Linked DNA regions of Sus scrofa: region 1 is linked to region 2. Evidence: chromatin contacts called from public HiChIP or PLAC-seq data. All regions are on one chromosome and are shown on one strand. Each heading gives the region's core, a stretch centred on a gene start, on an enhancer-like site or on the middle of the called end of the contact. The rest is flanking DNA. Distances are from core to core; before and after follow the strand shown. Region 1 overlaps FARS2 (phenylalanine--tRNA ligase, mitochondrial). Region 2 overlaps LYRM4 (LYR motif-containing protein 4).

Evidence for each region. HiChIP or PLAC-seq counts read pairs in DNA pulled down with a chosen protein or histone mark.
Region 1: a contact with region 2 is called in an H3K27ac HiChIP or PLAC-seq map of skeletal muscle, with 2.3 times the contacts expected there. The contact joins two enhancer-like sites. A contact is called at or near these places in 1 of 5 promoter capture datasets (liver), 20 of 47 Hi-C or Micro-C datasets (alveolar macrophages, blood, embryonic fibroblasts and 11 more) and 1 of 2 datasets of contacts at active chromatin or transcription factors (skeletal muscle).

Annotation. Positions count from the first base shown.
Region 1 is chr7:3,290,163-3,296,210 of Sscrofa11.1, reverse strand. All of the region lies in intron 4 of FARS2 (phenylalanine--tRNA ligase, mitochondrial), which reads right to left. Among named protein-coding and RNA genes, the nearest start is that of FARS2, 100 kb to the right of the region's middle. Within about 2 kb of position 2,325, at least 4 of the 83 cell types and tissues checked have an H3K27ac peak or open chromatin away from gene starts, as enhancers often do. A contact at or near this core is called in skeletal muscle, where this site is marked.
Region 2 is chr7:3,089,339-3,095,279 of Sscrofa11.1, reverse strand. The region is part of intron 2 of LYRM4 (LYR motif-containing protein 4); the gene reads left to right. Among named protein-coding and RNA genes, the nearest start is that of PPP1R3G, 43 kb to the right of the region's middle. Within about 2 kb of position 3,614, at least 23 of the 83 cell types and tissues checked have an H3K27ac peak or open chromatin away from gene starts, as enhancers often do. A contact at or near this core is called in skeletal muscle, where this site is marked.

The DNA.
Region 1 (6,048 bases), core at 1,076-3,575, 200 kb before region 2:
GCCGGACAGTGGGGCAACGACGTCAGCGAGCTGACAGCGAAGAGGTGGCTCAAGGTGACCTTCTCTCGTTCCCACTCGACACGGACAACCTCTCTGAGCACAGCCTTAGGAGACGGTGCAACCGGAGTGTTAGCAGAAAATAATAAGCCTCGCTGGCGGGGGGAAGGAAGCTGAAGCTACAGCAGCTGTAATGACAAACTGCCACAAGGAAACAGGGCGCCCTCATGGTTAATCTTGCCTTTCAAGAACAAAGGAGCACAGCACGAATAACTGAAAGGAGTAAAAAGCTTACACTATGAAAACAAATAGAAAAAGAGTCGGGGAATACTTCTGCGGCCTGCGGAAGCCATGCCTATTCATTCGCTAATTAAAGAAAGACTGAATTTGAAGTTTCTAAGTGATCTTTGGTGTCTGCCCCGAGCTGGCTTCAGGGTGGCCTAGGAGAGCCAGGAGGCAACAGCCAGGGGAGGGCTGATTTTTTTAACATCACAGCTTTGGTAGGTCTCACAGCCTCAGCAATATTATGGAAGTGATTTCTTTTTCTCCTTTCCAAAGAGCTGTCTAACCTGGGTTCAGAAATTACAACGACGGGGCTCACAGAAGCCAAGCATATTCTACCGGATGAAGAAACAAGGACCTCCTGTACAGCACAGGGAACTACATTCCAGCTCCTGGGAAAGGCTGTAGGAAAAGAATATGGAAAAGAAGGTGCGTGTGTGTGTGTGTGTGTGTGTGTGACTGAGTCGCTCTGCTGTACGGCAGGCATTAACACAACACCGCAAATCAGCTATACTTCAATACGATTTTTAAAGCATTTTAAATAAAAAAAAGTTTTTGGCGTTCCTCTTGTGGCTTAGAGGAAACTGGAATCTGACTGGTGTCCATGAGGACACAGGTTCAATCCCTGGCCTCACTCAGTCGAGCTGCTGTGGCTGTGATGTGGGCCAGCAGCTGTAGCTCCAATTCGACCCCTAGCCTTGGAATCTCCACATGCCACAGATGCGGCCCTACAATACAAAAAATAAATATATATTTATTTACATATGTATTTCCATGTATGTATTTATAAACTTATATATATTTATATACTTAAATATATATAAATATATATTTATATACATGTATTTATAAATGTCAAGTCATTTAAAATACACACACACACACACATATATATATATATATATATTTTTTTTTTTTTTTAAACGATGGGGCCCAGATGGGGCCTCAGATGTTCCCAGGCTGTGTGATAGTCACGCGGTGTTTGCGTGCTCAGCGTCCAGGTGCCCTCAGCCCACAAAGGAGATGATGGCAACACCTACATCACAGACGGAAGCCGCAGCATAACGTCCCTGGAAAGTGCTCCGTGCGGCCAGCGACACTGTTGATTATCGCCTCTGCCACCGTCTTGACTGTGGCTGCTATTTCTCTAAGTGACATCCAGACTGCTTGTCCAGAGACATGTTTCAGCATCCGGCACCCTCCCACCCCAAAGAAAACAATTAAATGACCCCCTGGAACTCCTGAAGTCAGAGCCTGGCAGGTCCTTCCAGAGAAAGGAAGAGACAGCCAGGCCCCAGGGTGCAGCCAGCACGCAGCATGGGTCCCGGGCGAGCACACAGCACGTTTGGTGTAACACCCTCAACCTCAGGGTCAAAAACTGGGCCTGCCTGGGCCCCTTCCCACCGCCCAGCTTCTCCCCGGGAAGCACCTCAGCAGATGCCACAAACACACAACACCCGTCCAGCAACGGCTCCTCCAGCAGCACACACGGCACAGGGCATGGGGCTGGGCAAGGGAAGCGGGGAGTGGGCCTTGTAGGATTTTCGGGGGGTTTGGCTACTGGGTGAACGGGGTTACAAATGATCTCATGTCTGGAAGGAAGGAAAAAAATAAAAGATTTTAGCGCAGAGGGACAGGGCCTCTTCTCCCAGGAGGTGCGTGTTTGACCTTGATGCCAGTCCGCAATTCTGCTGACTCGCTGTTACTAACAACAAGCACATGTGAAGATTTATGAAAGAGAAGTTCTCCCCTGTAATGAAATCGAACACCTCAAAGTCTAGGCCAGTAGTATTCTAAAAATAAAGCCAACCCACCTGAGGCCCCAGGCACCTCAGGGATCAGCCAAAAAAAAAAAAAGAGGGCACTGCTACGAAGCACCAGCCGTTTTTGTTCTCACTCCTCTGGGAACACACCTGCCCTACAGCTGCCACTGCCAAATGCTCCGGGCAGCACTCAGATGCTTGATCACTGCCCCTTCCCAAGACCCTGCAACTAGGAGCAGCTGGTGCAGCACCTCCTGTGCGGGCTATGTGGGACAGGGTGCTTCTTGTGTGGTCAGCAGTTGGCAGGGACAAACCACTGCCATTATCTCTGACTCCAGAGGTGGGTGTGGCCTGCCACCACTAGGGGGCCGAGAACAGGCAGCACTTGAGGCCGAAATCACCTCAAGGGCACCACAGAGGAAGGCAATGTGACTGAACACCACCTGTTGATGTTGCTGCACCCCTGGGAGCACACCGGCCCTGCTGCTGCCACTGACGAATGCTCCAGGCAGTGCCCACATGCTCCATCTCTGTCACCTCCCAGGATCCTAAAACTTGGAGCGGCCTGTGCAGCAATGGATAAAAAAGCTAAAGCCTACAGTTTGCTGTCTACAAAAGACTCGCCTTACGGCAAAGGACACATATAGATTGAAAGTGAAGGAATGGGAAAAGATATTTCACGCCAATGAAAAGACAGGAAAGCAGGAGTTGCAACACTCATATCAGACAAAACAGACTTTAAAATGAAGGCCATGAAGAAAGACAAAGAAGGACACTATTTAATGGTAAAAGAATCCATTCAAGAAGAGGACATTAGAATCATCAATATATATGCCCCTAATATACAAGCACCCAGATATCTCCAACAAATACGAACAGACATAAAAGGAGAAATTGATGGGAATACAATCATAGTAGGAGACTTTCACACCCCACTCCCATCAGTGGACAGACCCTCTAGACAGAACATCAGTAAGGCAACAGACACTCTAAATGAAACAATAGAAAAGTTAGACTTAGTTGACATTTTCAGGACATTACATCCAAAAAAATCAAAATAAACATTCTTCTCAAGTGCACATGGACCATTCTCAAGGATTGATCACATACTGGGGCACAAAGCTAAACTCAACAAATTTAAGAGCATAAAAATTATTTCAAGTATCTTCTCTGACCACAACAGCATGAAACTAGAAATCAACAAAAGGAAAAGAAATGAGAAAAAAAATTATTACATGGAGACTAAAGAACATGCTACTAAAAAACCAATAGGTCAATGAGGAAATCAAGACGAAAATTTAAAAAATACCTTGAGACAAATGATAACGAAGATAGAATGACTCAAAATCTATGAGATGCCACAAAAGCAGTGCTGAGAGGGAAATTCATAGCAATACAGGCCTTGCTCAAAAAAGATGAAAAAATCAGAGCTCCTGTCGTTGCACAGTGGTTAATGAATCCGACTAGGAACCGTGAGGTTGCGAGTTTGATCCCTGGCCTTGCTCAGTGGGTTAAAGATCTGGCGTTGCCATGAGCTGTGGTGTAGGTTGCAGACACAACTCGGATCTTGCATTGCTGTGGCTCTGGCATAAGCTGGCAACTACAGCTCCGATTGGACCCCTAGCCTGGGAACCTCCATATGCCACAGGAGCAGCCCAAGAAAATGACAAAAAGACAAAAACAAAAAAAGAAGAAAAATCTCAAATCGACAACATAACCCACCACCTAAATGAATTAGAAAAAGAAGAACAAACAAAACCTAAAGTCAGCAGAAGGAAATAAATCATAAAGATCAAAGAGGGAATCAATAAAATAGAGATTAAAAAAAAGAAGAAATCAATAAAACTACGAGCTGGTTCTTTGAAAAAGTAAACAAAATTGACAAACTTCTGGCCAGACTCACCAAGAAGATGAGAGAAAAAACCCAAATAAACAAAATAAGAAATAAAAAAGGAGAAATCACAGTGGATACTGCAGAAATACAAAAAAAACATGAGAGAATACTATGAACAATTGTATGCCAACAAATTTGACAACCTAGAAGAAATGGACAACTTTCTAGAGACTTACAGCCTGCCAAAACTGAATCAAGAAGAAAGAGATCAACTGAACAGACCGATTACTACAAATGAAATTGAATACGTAATAAAAACACTCCCTACAAATAAAGTCCCGGGCCAGACGGCTTCACAGGTGAATACTACCAAACATACAAAGGGGAACCATCTTCTTAAACTTTTCCAAAAGGTTGAGCAAGGAACATTCCCAAAGACATTCTATGATGCCACCATCAACCTAATCCCAAAACCAGACAAGGATACCACCAAGAAAGAAAACTATAGGCCAATATCTTCGAGGAAAATAGGTGCAAAAATTCTCAACAAAATGTCAGCCAACTAAATCCAACAGTGTATCAAAAAGATCATACACCATGACCAAGTGGATTCGTCCCAAGTTCACAAGGATTGTTTGACATATGCAAATCAAACAATATCATATACCACTTTAACAAAAGTCAAAAACCACATGATCATCTCAACAGATGCAAAGAAAGCATCTGACAAAGTCCCAACATCCATTCATGATAAAAACTCTTAAAAAAGTGGCTATAGAGGGAACATACCTTAACATAATTAAAGCCATTTATGACAAACCCACAGCAAATATAATACTCAATGGAGAAAAGCTGAAAGCCTTCCCACTAAAATCTGAAACAATTCAAGGATGCCTACTCTCACCACTTTTATTCAAAATAGTATTGGAAGTCCTAGCCACAATAATCAGACAAACAAAAGAAATAAAAGGTATCCAAATTGGAAGTGAAGAGGTAAAATTGTCATTGTATGCACAGAAAACCCTAAGGACTCAAACCAAAAACTACTTGAACTGATCAACAAATTCAGCAAAGTAGCAGGATATAAGATTAACATTCAGAAATCAGTTGCATTTCTGTATACTAACAATGAAATATTAGAAAAGGAATACAAAAACACAATACCTCTTAAAATTGCACCCCAAAAAATCAAATACCTGAGAATAAACCTGACCAAGGAGGTGAAAGACATACGCTGAGAGCTATAAAACATTAATCAAGGAAATTAAAAAGGATACAAAGAAATGGAAAGATATTCCATGCTCATGGGTTGGAAAAATTAATATTTTAAAAATGGTGATACTACCCAAAGCAATCTACAGGTTCAATGCAATCCCTATCAATTACCCAGGACATTTTTCAGAAAACTAGAACAATCAATCCAAAAATTTATATGGAACCACAAAAGACCTGGAATCGCCAGAGCAATTCTGAGGAACAAAAACCAAGCAGGAGGCATAACTCTTCCAGACTTCAGGCAATATTACAAAGCCTCAGTCATCGAGACAGTGTGGTACTGGTACCAAAACAGACATACAGACCAATGGAACAGAATAGAGAACCCAGAAATAAACCCTGACACCAATGGTCAATTAATCCTTGACAAAGGAGGCAAGAATATAAAATGGGAAAACCAAACAGCTGCTCATAAATCAATGAAACTGGAACACATCCTCACACCATGCACAAAAATAAATAAGACAAGACATCATCAAACTCCTAGAAGAGAACATAAGCAAAACACTCTCTGACATCAACCTTAAAAATGTTTTCTTAGGTCAGTCTCCCAAGACAGCAGAAACAAAAGCAAAAATAATCCAATGGGACCTAATCAAACTGACGAGCTTTTGCACAGCAAAGGAAACCATTAAAAACAAACAAAAAGACAATTTACAGAATGGGAGAAAATAGTTTCAAATGATGCAACTGACCAGGGCTTAATCTCTACAGTATACAAGCAATTTATACAACGCAACAGCAAAAAAGTCAACAATCCAATGGAAAAATGGGCAAAAGACCTGAATGGACATTTCTCCAAAGAAGATGTACAGATGGCCAACAGGCACTGAAAAAATGTTCAACATCACTGATTATTAGAGAAAATGCAAATCAAAACTACAATGGGGTACCACC
Region 2 (5,941 bases), core at 2,365-4,864:
ACGCACAGAAGGCGGTACACGCATTCAGCCTCACAAAGGAAGGAAATTCTGTACAGGACACAGCATGGATGAACCTTGAAGACATTATGCTCAGAAAAATAAACCACAGAAGGACAACTCCTGTGTGAGTCCTTGTATGAGGTCCCTAGAGGAGTCACATCATGGAGACAGGATGTGCGTGGTGTTTGCCGGGACTGGGGGAAGCCCGAGGGAGAGGCGGTGCTGCTTGCGGACATGGTTTCAGTTTGGAAAGAAAAGAAAGTTCAAGGGGATGGTGGTGATGTCTGCACTACAGCCTGAAGGTAGTTGATGCCACAGAACTGTACACTTTAAAATGGCAAATTTCATGTGTATATTTTACCACAATAAAAAACAGGATTGGATTCGTTTCAAATTCTAGAGCCTTTTTGAATGGACTCAACAGGAAAATGTAGAAGAAAATCCTTGTCTTTAAAGGCAACAAGGCCCCAGGCATCGCCAGTGAACCCTGCTCAGGGAGCTCATTGCATTACCCTGAAAGCACACGGGGAGTGAATCTGCACGTGCTCGCTGCCCTCACCGTCCTCCCCGCTGCCCTCAGCGTCCTCCCCGTACTCACTCTGCTCACTGCGCCCACTGCTCTTGCTGTGCTCACTGCCCTTGCTGTGCTCACTGCACCCACTGTCCTCACAGTCCCAGGAGGGTGGTTAGCTCGGGAAGGAGGGCAGTGAGCAGGGATGAGTTTTCTTAAACAAATAGACGTTTGCTTACATTTGCCATCTATGTTTGTTTGCAATGGCTATGACTTTTTATTTGTTTTGTTTTGTTTTTACGTTTCTCCCCCTAGCTTTATTGAAGTTTGATTGGCAAATAAAAGTCGTGTGTGTTGAAGTGCAGGACAGGCTGTGTTGGTGCCTGTATACACTGTGAGAGTCCCAAGGTCCCGATGATTCCATACCCATCCCCTCACAGTCGCCTTTTCTGCTGCAGGGAGAACACGTGAGCTCTCCTCTCTAGCACATTTCAAGTGTACAATATATTGTCTTGAACTGTAGTTACTATAGAGTGGAGACGACCCTCGGGCTCCCGAACTTTCTTGTCTCATAACTCAGTTTGTACCCTTTGATCAATCTCCACCTCCCCTCCCCCACCTGGTAACCCCTCTTCTTTGTGCTCTTTGTTGCCGTGAGTTTGACTTTTATTTTCTTTTTAATTCCATGTATAAGGTGACGCCATGCAATATTTGTCTTTTGTTTGTTTGTTTGTTTTTGTTTTTCAGGGCCGCACCCACAGCATATGGAGGTTCCTAGGCTAGGGGTCCAATCGGAGCTACAGCTGCCGGCCTACACCGCAGCCACAGCAACGCCAGATCCAAGCCACATCTGCAATCTACACCACAGCTCTCGGCAATGCCGAATCCTTAACCCACTGAGCGAGGCCAGGGATCGAACCTACAACCTCATGGTTCCTAGTCACATTCATTTCTGCTGCGCCATGACGGGAGCTCCAATATTTGTCTTTTGTGTCTGGCTCATTTCACTTTGCATAATGTCCACGGGTTCATTCATGTTTTCACAAATGGAGAGGTTTTCTTCTTTTTATGTCAGAGCAGTATTCCTCTGTGTTTGAGAGTGTGTGAGTATGAGTGTTGTATGAGTACTGTGTGTGTGTTGTGTGTGTGAGTGTGTGTGTGTGTGTGCGTGCACATGTACCTAGCATTTTCTTGGTCCCTTCATCTGGGGACGGGCTCCTGGGCTGCTCCTGGGTCTTGGCTGTCACGGGCAGGGTCTGCATTGAACTCGGAGGTGCGAGATGTCCTCAAAATACTAGCTCATTTGCTTGGGGTCGATACCCAGAGGTGGGTTGCCGGCTCGTATGGCAGTTCCATGTTTAATTTTTTGGAAGCTCCGTATTGATTTTCAAAGTACCTACACCAGCTTGTTTAAATTTTTATCATGTACCCACCGCCAGCCGTCTACCTTCCATCAGAATTACACATTCGTGGCCAATGGCAAATGCCCACCTGTGCCCAGTCATGTTGTTTGAGAAAATGTTCATTTTAATATGAAACTATTTCAGTACGTCAGTACAGTGCCATTGTTATAACAAATTCACAGTAATTTCTTAATATCATCAAACATGCAGTGTTTGAATTTCCAGTTATCTCACAAATGCAGTTCTTTTCACTTTGTGTGTCTGTGCGTTGGGCTTGGGACCCCGGTGTCCTGGACCGTCTGTCTCTGACCTTCCTTCTCATTAGCGGCTGTTCCCGCGTCTCCCCGTCGGCCCTGATTTCCCTTGTAATTTAGTTCTTGTTCTTGGGTCAGGATTTTGCTGATTTATTGGGTCGCTTATCTTGTATAAAAACTGGTAGTTGGATCTTAGCTAGCTGGGTTCTTGGGCTTGGCTGGATGTTAGGCTCACCCGGGAGCGTTGCCGAATCCTGACGTTTGGAAATGAGGTAACCATGACCTTACTTATCGTCCAGCAAGTCTCCTCCAAAGGAATGGAAACAAGGACGCGTGCACAAGTGTTCACGACAGTGTTACTCACGACAGCCAGAGGTACAAACAACCCACGTGTCCTCCAGCCGAAGAGGGACAAGTGAAAGACGACGCCTGCCTGCCTGCCTGCCTGCCTGCCTGCCGTGGAAGTCAGCCTGAAAGTAATGAATCCCTGATGCGAAGTGGAAGAAGCCTGCCTGACGCAAAGGCCACATATTTTATGGTTCCGTTTATTGAAAATGTGCAGAATGGGGAAATCCAGAGGGCGTGTGGAGGCCCCTGGTGGTTGCCAGGGGCCGGGGGAGAGAATGGGCAGTGGCTGCGAATGGGTACGAGGTCTGCTCTTGGGGGGATGAGAGATCCTGGCAGCAGAGGGTGGTGATGGGTGTAGGACGCTAGGAATGTCATGAGTGCCACTGGGTGGGATACTTTAAAGTGGTCTGCACGGGGAGTTTACGCCCTGTGTTTCTCCACAACCTGTACCGTGTGACACGTGAGCGACACCCCAGACCACGTAAACGCACCCCTGAGGTGTGACTCGAGCATCAGGCTGTCCCTGAGACCCGGGTGCCGGCAGACAGCCGGGGTTCGCGCTCCTCGGCGGGTCGGGCGGTGCCGAGAGCTGTTTACCTTCCTGCTGGTCTCTCCCCGTGTCTTCTCCCTCCCGGCAGAGGGGAAACGCTGCCAGGAAGCAGCTGCCTAGAGCCACACCAAGTGTTATCTCTTATTTCAGAAAATAAAATTTGGGGAAACATCGGAAGAAGAAGGCCGTCTTGCACAGACCTGCCTGTTGTTCTGCTGGGAGAGGAAAGGGCCTAGGGCTCTGATGGCCGGGCATCCGGGGGGAGACCTGGCAGCGTGGGGACCATGGCCCCACTGGCCCCCAGCACCTGCACACACGCTCCCCCACTGCCAGAGCAGCTGTCCCGGCCTCTTCTCCAGAAAACCTGGGGCAAGGGGCCAAATAGGGCAGCGGGCCGACCCCTCGGGGCGGGAAGTGGACATTCTCCCGCTGCCTTTCCTCTCCTCGCGCTGCCCTCGGTCCCCAAGCAGCTCCGTGGGGCCCGCCTCCCCCATCTTCAGGAAGAAAGTGCCATTTCCTTTGCAAGATCCGCCTCCCCGAGCTGGGAGAGCTGGGAGAGCTGGGATCGGCCAGCCTTGGCAGAGGCGCAAGTGGGATCAGAGCAGACAGGGCGGTCCAGTTCCCTCCGCTCGGCCCGCTTCCTTTTCTGGCAAAGCCTGAGCGCCCTCGGAAACCGCTGGCCAGAGATGCATGAGGCCCAGTCCTCCGCGCGGCCCAGGGCACCTGGCCTGTGCTTCGCCCGGCTCAGCGCCCATCGCCCCAAACTCCCATTTCCGAAGGGGTGGGGGGCTCCTGCAGCCGAGGCGCAGTAAACCTGGGTGGGAGCTGCGTCTCCGTCTGTCTCGGCCTCTTGCAGCCCAGCCTCGGTGACCCGGGGACTCTGCCGTTGACTAGCGTGGCGTTTCTCCGTAAAATATTAACTGGGAAGAACAGAAGCATCTGCTTGAATGGTGCGGGACGCCGCCCTAAAACAAGAACTGGGAAAAATAGGAGAGGAAGTGTGTTGTAGTAAAAGATGACAGATGTTGGTCTCCGCCAGATCCGCCCCCAGCGACCCTTCTCGGTTCGTCCCCAGCCCGGGAGCTGCCGTGTCGTCCCCCCCGCCCGCGCCCGACCCCCTACGCCCACTTAGCTCTGAGTTGTGAACGTACATACATATATTTATAAAGATGGCAGGTTTTATCGTCAGAAGACCTGGGTTGGGTTGTGTCAGCTCCGTAAGCCGCGTGCCAGCTGTGAAAGTGTAGCCAGAGCACTAAACTTCCCTGCTTCTGCATGTACTCATCCTGAGGTGTGGGCCTTATGTAGAGATGGGCTGTCGGTAAAAATTAAGTGGGAAACCAAGACGTTCGGCCACTAAGCCTGGCACCTGCCCAGTGAGTGTGTCTCTCAAGGATAGTCGGTTCAGCAGGTAAAGCAGGTGAGCTCACCTTTAATCCCGGAGAACTGGGGTTACCAGCTGGGATGCCTTCTCTCCCCGCTCCGGGGGGGTCCTGAAAGCCACAAGAGTCGGGTACAGTCATGGAAACTTGCTTGAGGTTAAGCCAGGTCAGAATTTCCGATCCGCTAACGAATCCTGATCTGTCAGCTGGGCGGCCGCGACCACTTGAAGCAAAAGGTGTGAGTCCGGGACGGGGTGATGATTGCGGCCTGATGATGACTTGTGCCCAGCTCTTTCTTTTCCACTCAAATTCTATCTTCCAGGCCCTTAAATATTCTACAGGGTCGTTTTTAAGGACTGCATATTAAGGATGTTCTTTAAGAGGAAGTTGTGGGCAATTCTGAGGCAGCTAATTCAAAAATCTAACAAGAAGTAAATTAACCTGAGAGGTGGAGAGCTTTTTAAGACTTTCTCTGGCCAAGTCCTTGAAGGCTCTGCTCTGTTCTCTTTCGGAAGACGACCGTCAGCGTTCCCACAGGAGTGGGTTTTGATGAATGTCCCCTTTCATTTCTCGTAGTCCCAGCTTGATGAGTTTAGCTACTGTCTTTATTTAGCGCATGGGGGTTTCAGCTGCTCCGTCTTTTTGGCAGATGTTGGTGATTGTTCAGTTTAGTGCTTCTTAGACTCAACCCCGCCTCATATTAATACAAACTGGCCTTTTTCCCCCAGAACACGCCTAGCACACCCTGATACATCCCTCCACTTGCAGTTTGTTTTAGGAGTTTTGTCTTGTTTGTTATCATTCCCAGTTAGTCCTGCCACGTTTCATTTAATGGCTGATAGAGTTGATTTCATTCCTTCATCTCATTCTGTTATTTATTAGGCTTTGTTTTCTTTTCTTCGCCTCTTTATTTTTATTGGTTTTACCAAGTAGCTCTTCATTCCTTCTCCCCTCTTGTGATTAGTGTGGGAGGTCCGCTTTGCTACTCTTTGACAATTGCCTTCTATAGCCTGATGCTTGTAATTAGAAGCATATATTTTTACAGATATTTGCAAAAAGATAATGTTTTTTCCATCAAGACACTCTGTCTCCCAACATGTGTAAATTTCGTCAGTAAGTCTGTTCCCTACCAGCAGTTTCTCCCAGAGTCTAAGCGCTCTAGCTGCGCTGTTCCTCTGCCTCTGCCAGCAGCTTTGTGTTACAGGCGGCCGTTTGGGTCAGATGTTTTCTGTCTGGCTCCTAGATTCCCTTAACTCTTACTGTTAGTTTTCCTTTGTCATCTCACTGGGGTTCAGGGCTGTTGTCAGCCTGCCTGCATGGCCGCAGTTCCGGAGGTGACACAAGGAGAATGTTCCCTACCCCCGGGGACCAGTGCCAGAGTGGTGACAGCAGGTTCCCAGGTCCTCTTAATACAGTCCCAGCTCGGGGACACCCCCTCCTGGACCAACAGAGCTCTCTGTCAGCCAGATCCCTGGGGTCCACCTTCCTCCCCC